Linked DNA regions of Ovis aries: region 2 is linked to region 1. Evidence: chromatin contacts called from public Hi-C data. All regions are on one chromosome and are shown on one strand. The core of a region is the stretch at or near the end of the contact, and the rest is flanking DNA. Distances in the headings are between cores, read along the strand shown.

What was found. A called contact is a pair of places that touch in the nucleus more often than the background predicts.
Region 2: a contact with region 1 is called in a Hi-C map of hypothalamus, with 1.7 times the contacts expected there. The contact joins the promoter of STK24 here to the enhancer-like site in region 1. A contact is called at or near these places in 3 of 16 Hi-C or Micro-C datasets (hypothalamus, muscle and tail adipose tissue).

Annotation. Positions count from the first base shown.
Region 1 is chr10:74,790,343-74,793,270 of ARS-UI_Ramb_v3.0, forward strand. FARP1 (FERM, ARH/RhoGEF and pleckstrin domain protein 1) reads left to right here. Exons shown (of 27, transcript XM_042255017.2): 25 at 1,749-1,856; 26 at 2,205-2,356. Among named protein-coding and RNA genes, the nearest start is that of TRNAC-ACA, 29 kb to the right of the region's middle. Within about 2 kb of position 1,384, at least 4 of the 54 cell types and tissues checked have an H3K27ac peak or open chromatin away from gene starts, as enhancers often do. A contact at or near this core is called in hypothalamus, where this site is marked.
Region 2 is chr10:74,892,175-74,895,102 of ARS-UI_Ramb_v3.0, forward strand. STK24 (serine/threonine kinase 24) reads right to left here and starts at 1,558. Exons shown (of 11, transcript XM_012184878.4): 1 at 1,155-1,558. The coding sequence starts at 1,196. It overlaps LOC121820461 (a long non-coding RNA gene), which reads left to right and starts at 1,674. Exons shown (of 2, transcript XR_006061002.2): 1 at 1,674-1,774; 2 at 2,423-2,928.

The DNA.
Region 1 (2,928 bases), core at 134-2,633:
GTGCTGTGCATGAGAAATCCTCTTTATACTCATCTTTACGTGTAGTCAGGGCCATAGAGAAGTAGAGAATTCGGTAAGAAACCGCCTCTTTAATCCCTGGAGGCACACAGGACGCCGCCCAGACACAGCCCTCTGGGTGACAGTCAGCCTTGTGCAACCCCGTGTGTGCAGGGTCGGCTGAGTGGCAGAGCCGGTCAGCACGTGGTGACCACAGCCCAGATCCTGCCCACCTCCTGCCTGGTTCTAGCCTGTCAGTGAAGAATGGGGGTTTTCCATTTTTGAATGGTTACTATAGAGATCCAAATACTTGCTCTGTGATCCTTGGAGGAAAAATCTGCTGAGGGCTGCAGCCCATGGAAGTGAGCCCCAGGCCAGTGGTTTTAAGGTGGCAGTTCCAAAGACAACTGCAGCCAAGAGAAAGGATTTTTTGGACTCTGTCTGGAGGAAGTTATTGGATTCAGTATAAAAAAATAAGCAGCATAAGGAAAGAAAAATGTGCTAATCTCCTTCCTCCACAGTGAGACGTGTGTGGAACCTTAACACTGTTGCAGAAGCATCAAAGCACCGCTTGGTTGCCACGCTCACCTGCTGAAACTCCCGCCAGTGGGCGAGTGGCAGCCGGAAGGGGTGATGGCACACTGTCCGCAGTGCCCCTGGCCATGGGCAACAGCTCTGCCTCCTTCCTTCCCTCAGCCGACCACTCCGTTTGCCCATCAGACCGCGGGCAACCTGTCGTCAATTTAAACTCCTTTCTTAGGGGCGTTAATTAAAAGTGCCTGTTTGAGTAAATACAGAAAAGTCCCAAAGGGAGAGAGTACAGTAGACAGGTATAATTGTATATATATATTTTTTATTGTGGTGAGTTTGCCTATTTCACCATTTTGAAGTGAACGATTTAGTGGTGGCGATGACAAGGCTATGCGATCGTCACCGTCCACTTCTTTTCGTTGAGTCTTCCTGGCAAGGAGCTGCTGGCTTATCAGAGTCGTGGAGGCGCCTTCTTAGGGTCCTCCGAGAGGTGACACGGGGGCTCTGGAGGGAGGACTCGGCTGGGAGTGCACAGTGATGTGAGTTCAGGAATGCCTGATCCCACCAGTGCTGTCTGTGCAGGGCGGAGGACGGCCTCAGAAGGCACTGCGTTGAAAGCTACGTTCCAGCCACAGCCACCAGGTGGCGGTCAGGAGCCGCTGGCTGGCGTGGGGCTCCCCAGAGCTTAGAATGGACAGGGAGGGGTCCTTTCTCAGAGATGCTGTAACAAACACCGCCAACAGGTTGTCCTGGAGGTCAGAAATCCAGACTCACTGTGGCTAGGGGCACAGGCTCCCTCTGAAGCCCGTGAGGCAGGAAGCTTCCTCGCCTCCCCGGCTTCTGGGGTTGAAGGCCAGCCTTGGTGTGTTGGGGGGTGTAGACACATCGCTTGAGTCAGTCTGGGTCCACGTAGGCACGTCCTCTCCTCATGAGGACGTCAGCCATAGTGGATACAGGCCTGTATCCTCCTCATTCTACATCTGATGACCCTATTTCCCTGTATGGTCCCATTGGGAGGTACTGGAGGGGGGAGTTAGGACTTCAAGATATTACTGGAGGACATCATTCAACCAGACAGGAAAGTAAACCAGGTTCAAGTCACTCTCCCAAGGGTTTCGCCCCCTACCAGGGAGAAAGGTCATTTTGGTAAGTCATCCTTGGGAAGCCTGTCCGTGGGGGCGCCCCCACCTGTACTCCTTCCAGGCCTCCCTGTCTTGCAGAATCAGCTGTCTGGGAACCTGCTGAGGAAATTCAAAAACAGCAACGGGTGGCAGAAGCTGTGGGTGGTCTTCACGAACTTCTGCCTCTTCTTCTACAAATCGCACCAGGTAGGTGGATGCTGAAGGACCCTCCCCCAGCACCCTCTGATCTTGGGGGACAGGCAGCTTTCCTCTGGAAGGATGAACTTGAGCCGCCCAGCCAGGCCATGCAAGGGCACAGCCATCAGAGACCCCTCAGGTCCAAGTGGAGGCTTCCACCTTGAAAAGGGCCATCTGTCTGCCGGTTGGACCAGGGAGGGGGGAGATGGCTTTAACAGGTTGCTGACACGCTGGTGTCCAGCTAACCCATCCAGGCCAGGACCTCTCAGCTAAAACTGACCATGATAGGGCGAGAGGCTGCAGGCAGGCTCCACGCCTGCGGCCGCCTCTCCAAAACACCCCCTACCCTCTTTCCAGGACAATCACCCCCTTGCCAGCCTGCCTCTGCTTGGCTACTCGCTCACCATCCCCTCAGAGTCCGAGGACATCCACAAAGATTACGTGTTCAAGCTGCATTTCAAGTCCCACGTGTACTACTTCAGGGCCGAAAGCGAATACACGTTTGAAAGGTAAGTGTTCCTCGGCACCTGCAGACGGGACACTTCTCCTGAGCTGTGGGCAGTCTCCCAAGCGAGTGAGCGTTGTAAGGCCATCCTACCAGCAGCTACCTTCAGCCCAGACATCCGCTTCTTTAAGTATCTCATAAGATCTGGGTTCCCTCTGGCCAATGCAAGGATGCACCTGTTTCCCTAGGATAATGGAAGCGTGACTTTCCCTGGAAACATCAGGCCTTAACCTGGACGCTGGTTCAGACACTATGCATGGCACACTTTTTGATCTTGAACTTGTTTTCCAGTTAATGGCAAAAGTAGCTGAGCCCTTTGGGCCACTTAGTCCTTTAGTGGCCCAAAGGCTAAGTTTCAGGTCAAAAGACAACATGAGAGAAAAAAAAATCCCAGTACCTGTGAGAGCTCCCTGATCAATGAGACTGGCTCCATAGTATAGAGACCCAGGGGCAGAGGTCTTCCTTTTAGCCAAGAGATAGAACAGAAGGAGCCAGGCTAGCTCATTTGCCCACATTCACGTACAAGTTCTGAGTCTTCTGGGTCTTACATCTTGGGGCAAGCTGTGAAAGCAGTTG
Region 2 (2,928 bases), core at 308-2,807, 100 kb after region 1:
AATACTTCTCAGCCCTCAAGAGGAAGGGGAGGAAAAAAAAAAACAAAAACGAAACAGTACGTTGAACACTAAAATACAAATAATCCACTCGGATACTTGTGATTGTTTTCTTAAAGTTCGTACGTTCCCTCGCCCGGCTAACCTGGGGGGAACAAAACTTTTGAGAGATACCGTAACCGTTCCGTTGAGATTTTTAATCCCAAACATTTGCCACCATTTACCCGTTTATACACATCACAAACTAGCCGAGGAAGGTGGTTTTTATTTTTCAAACGCCTAAACATAATCCCCGAAGGCGAAAAACTTTCTTTGATGCATCCTCGCCCCCACTCCAGAAAAAAATTATTAAGCCGCTGGGAGGCCAACAGGCCACAAAGAAGCCACGGAGAGGGTTAGTGGGAAGGGACTCTCCGTGGTCGGATCCAATCGAGTTTCCAAGTCCAGCCCAGAGTCCCGGGACCCACGCTGTCCGAGTGCAAGCTGTCCGATCGATTCCTCCCTTCCAGAACGGACTTCCAGGCTTCGCACCTTCCCGTCCGTCTGCACCGGGAGGAAGCGCGCGGAGCAACGCGCTGAAAGCGGAGCTGGCGCTTACCCCTTCCTCTCCCCGCCCTGTCTCCTCCACCCGCCGGGCCGGGACGAGCCGGGGCGCGCCCGGGGGCCCCCTCTCCGGGGTAGGGGGGGTGGGGAGGGACAAGGGCCTCCACCGCTGCCCACCCCTAGCCCGCACCCGGGCCCCGAGAACGAGCCGGGCCTCCAAGGGCATTTCTCCACATCACTTCTTCCCAGGGGATGGGCCGGCGCGGGGCCTGCTGCTCGGGAGGGGGACGCGAGGAGGGCGACTGGGCCAGCAGCGCACATTCTCCCCTCCCCGGACCACCGGGACTCCCGGCCCGCGAGGGCCGCCTCCGGGCCGCGGCCCCCCAGGTCCCTTCACGACCCCCACCCCACCCGCGAGACCCGGGCCGCGGGGCCGGGCAGGACGCCCCGGAGGCGGCGAGCGCGGCGCGGGAGGCCGGCGCGACCCCGGAAGGGGCAGCGTTCGGGGGAACTGGGGGTTGGGGGAGCGGCCGTGTTTACACCGCCAAGTTCCCCGCTTCCGCCCCGGCCCGCGCATCCCTCCCGCCCCTCGGCGGCCCGGTTCCTGCCTGTACCTGCATGCCGGGCAGGCCCGACTGCACCGGGGAGTGAGCCATGGCGGTCAGGACGGCCACTTCCTGGGACGGGACGGCCGGGCCGCGGCGATCCGCGCGGGCGACGAGGCCCGCGGGCCGCGCGCAGCCCTCCTCGGGCGGCCGGGGGCGGGAGATGGGGGGCCGGCCGGCCGGAGCCCGAGGCCACCCTAGCCCCCCGTGGGTCCTGGGCCGGGCGGCGGGCTCAGGGGCGGGTGGCGGGCCTCGTCTCCATGCACCGCGCCGGGGACGGGCTGCGAGGAGCGCGGGGCCTCCCTACGAGCGGCCGCCCTGCTGCTGCTGCTGCCGCCGCCGCCGCCGCCGCCGCTGCTGCTGGACTGGAACCGGGCGGCCTGGGCCCGCGCGCTGGCGCCTGGAGCTGGAGTGGGGCGCGCACCGCCGGCCGAGCCCGCGAGCGCCGAGCGCGCCCCGCCCCGGCCCGGCCCCCGCGCCCGCCCCCGCGGCCGGGCCGGGGACCCCGCCCCGCGCTTCCGGGAGGGGGAGGAGGCTCGCGGCCGCCCGGCGCCCTAGGCCGCAGCGGTCCGCGCCGCCGCCGGGCCGGGCCGGGTAGAGGTCCGCGCGGCTCCCGCGGGCTAGACCAGGTGGAGGGGGACGCGCGGGCGGGTGCGGGGCTAGGGGCCTCAGTTAGCGGGGGGCAGGGGTCCCCCCCGGTGGTGAGATGGGAGGGCGCGGGTCTTCGGAGTCAGGGATGGGCCATGCGCCCACCCCGCCCTGCAGGCCCGGGCCGGTCGGACGCCCCGGGGGATCTGGGCTTGCCTTCCAAAGAAGCCCACCCCTCTCGGCCTGGCGACGGGCCCCAGGCCACTTCCCCGAGGGCAGAGCCTGGGGACCCGGCGGGGGCCTCGGCCAGCGGCCGGTTCAAAACTACCGGGGCGGAGCTTCTTCGGTGTCCGGGTGAAGTTTCCAAACCAACCCAAGGAGGAAGCCCTCCGGGAGGGGAGAGGCCGAAAGCGGTTCGTTTCCCGTGCTTTGGCTGCTTGAAAGCACTTGGAATACTAGGAGCTGTGAACTTAGCCAACAAACAGTGAGGGGGCTGAACCCCATCGTCTCTGGGCCCCGGACCAAGGCGTGGGGGCGGGGGACGTCCACCCACCAGAAGGGAGAAGCGGGCAGGGAGGGCCGAGGAGGAAGGGAAGACAATGGAAGGAAACGATGTCTAGACTTTCCCCTGCCTCTCTCCCGCTCTTTCGGCTGCCTCCACCTTCTGGTCACCTCTCCTCCGACTCCAGAGGAAAGAAGCAAGAAGGAGTGAGTCACTGCTGCCTCCAGAAAGTAGTAGTTTGTTTACAACGACCAACAGCGGCAGTCCCCTGAAGGGACCGGCTGCAGCTGGGGTTGCTAGGACCCCGACGTCTACATTCGTGCCCGTGAATGACGTTGCACCAAGGCTGGGTGAGGCTGGACCTCCAAAAATTAGCCCATAGAGTTCGCAGACCGCTGGAAGAAGTTGAAAAGCCCTCCACCGAATGAGGGGTGTTTCTTAGAGGTGTCAACTGGATTCAGAGTTCCCTGCGGTGCTCTGGATCAGATAAGCAATGACTTAAAAACCTACTCCCCGCTTTCCTTTGGGAAATTATGCATGTTTTGTATCCTCAGCATCTTCCAGGATACTTTCAGATACCTCACGGTGGTCCCTGGTGTGCGACCGTCACTGAGCCCTGAAACCCTGCCACCCCCAAATACTGTGAAGAGAATAGAGCAAATACAAACTTTAAAAAAAAAGCATGAACCCTGA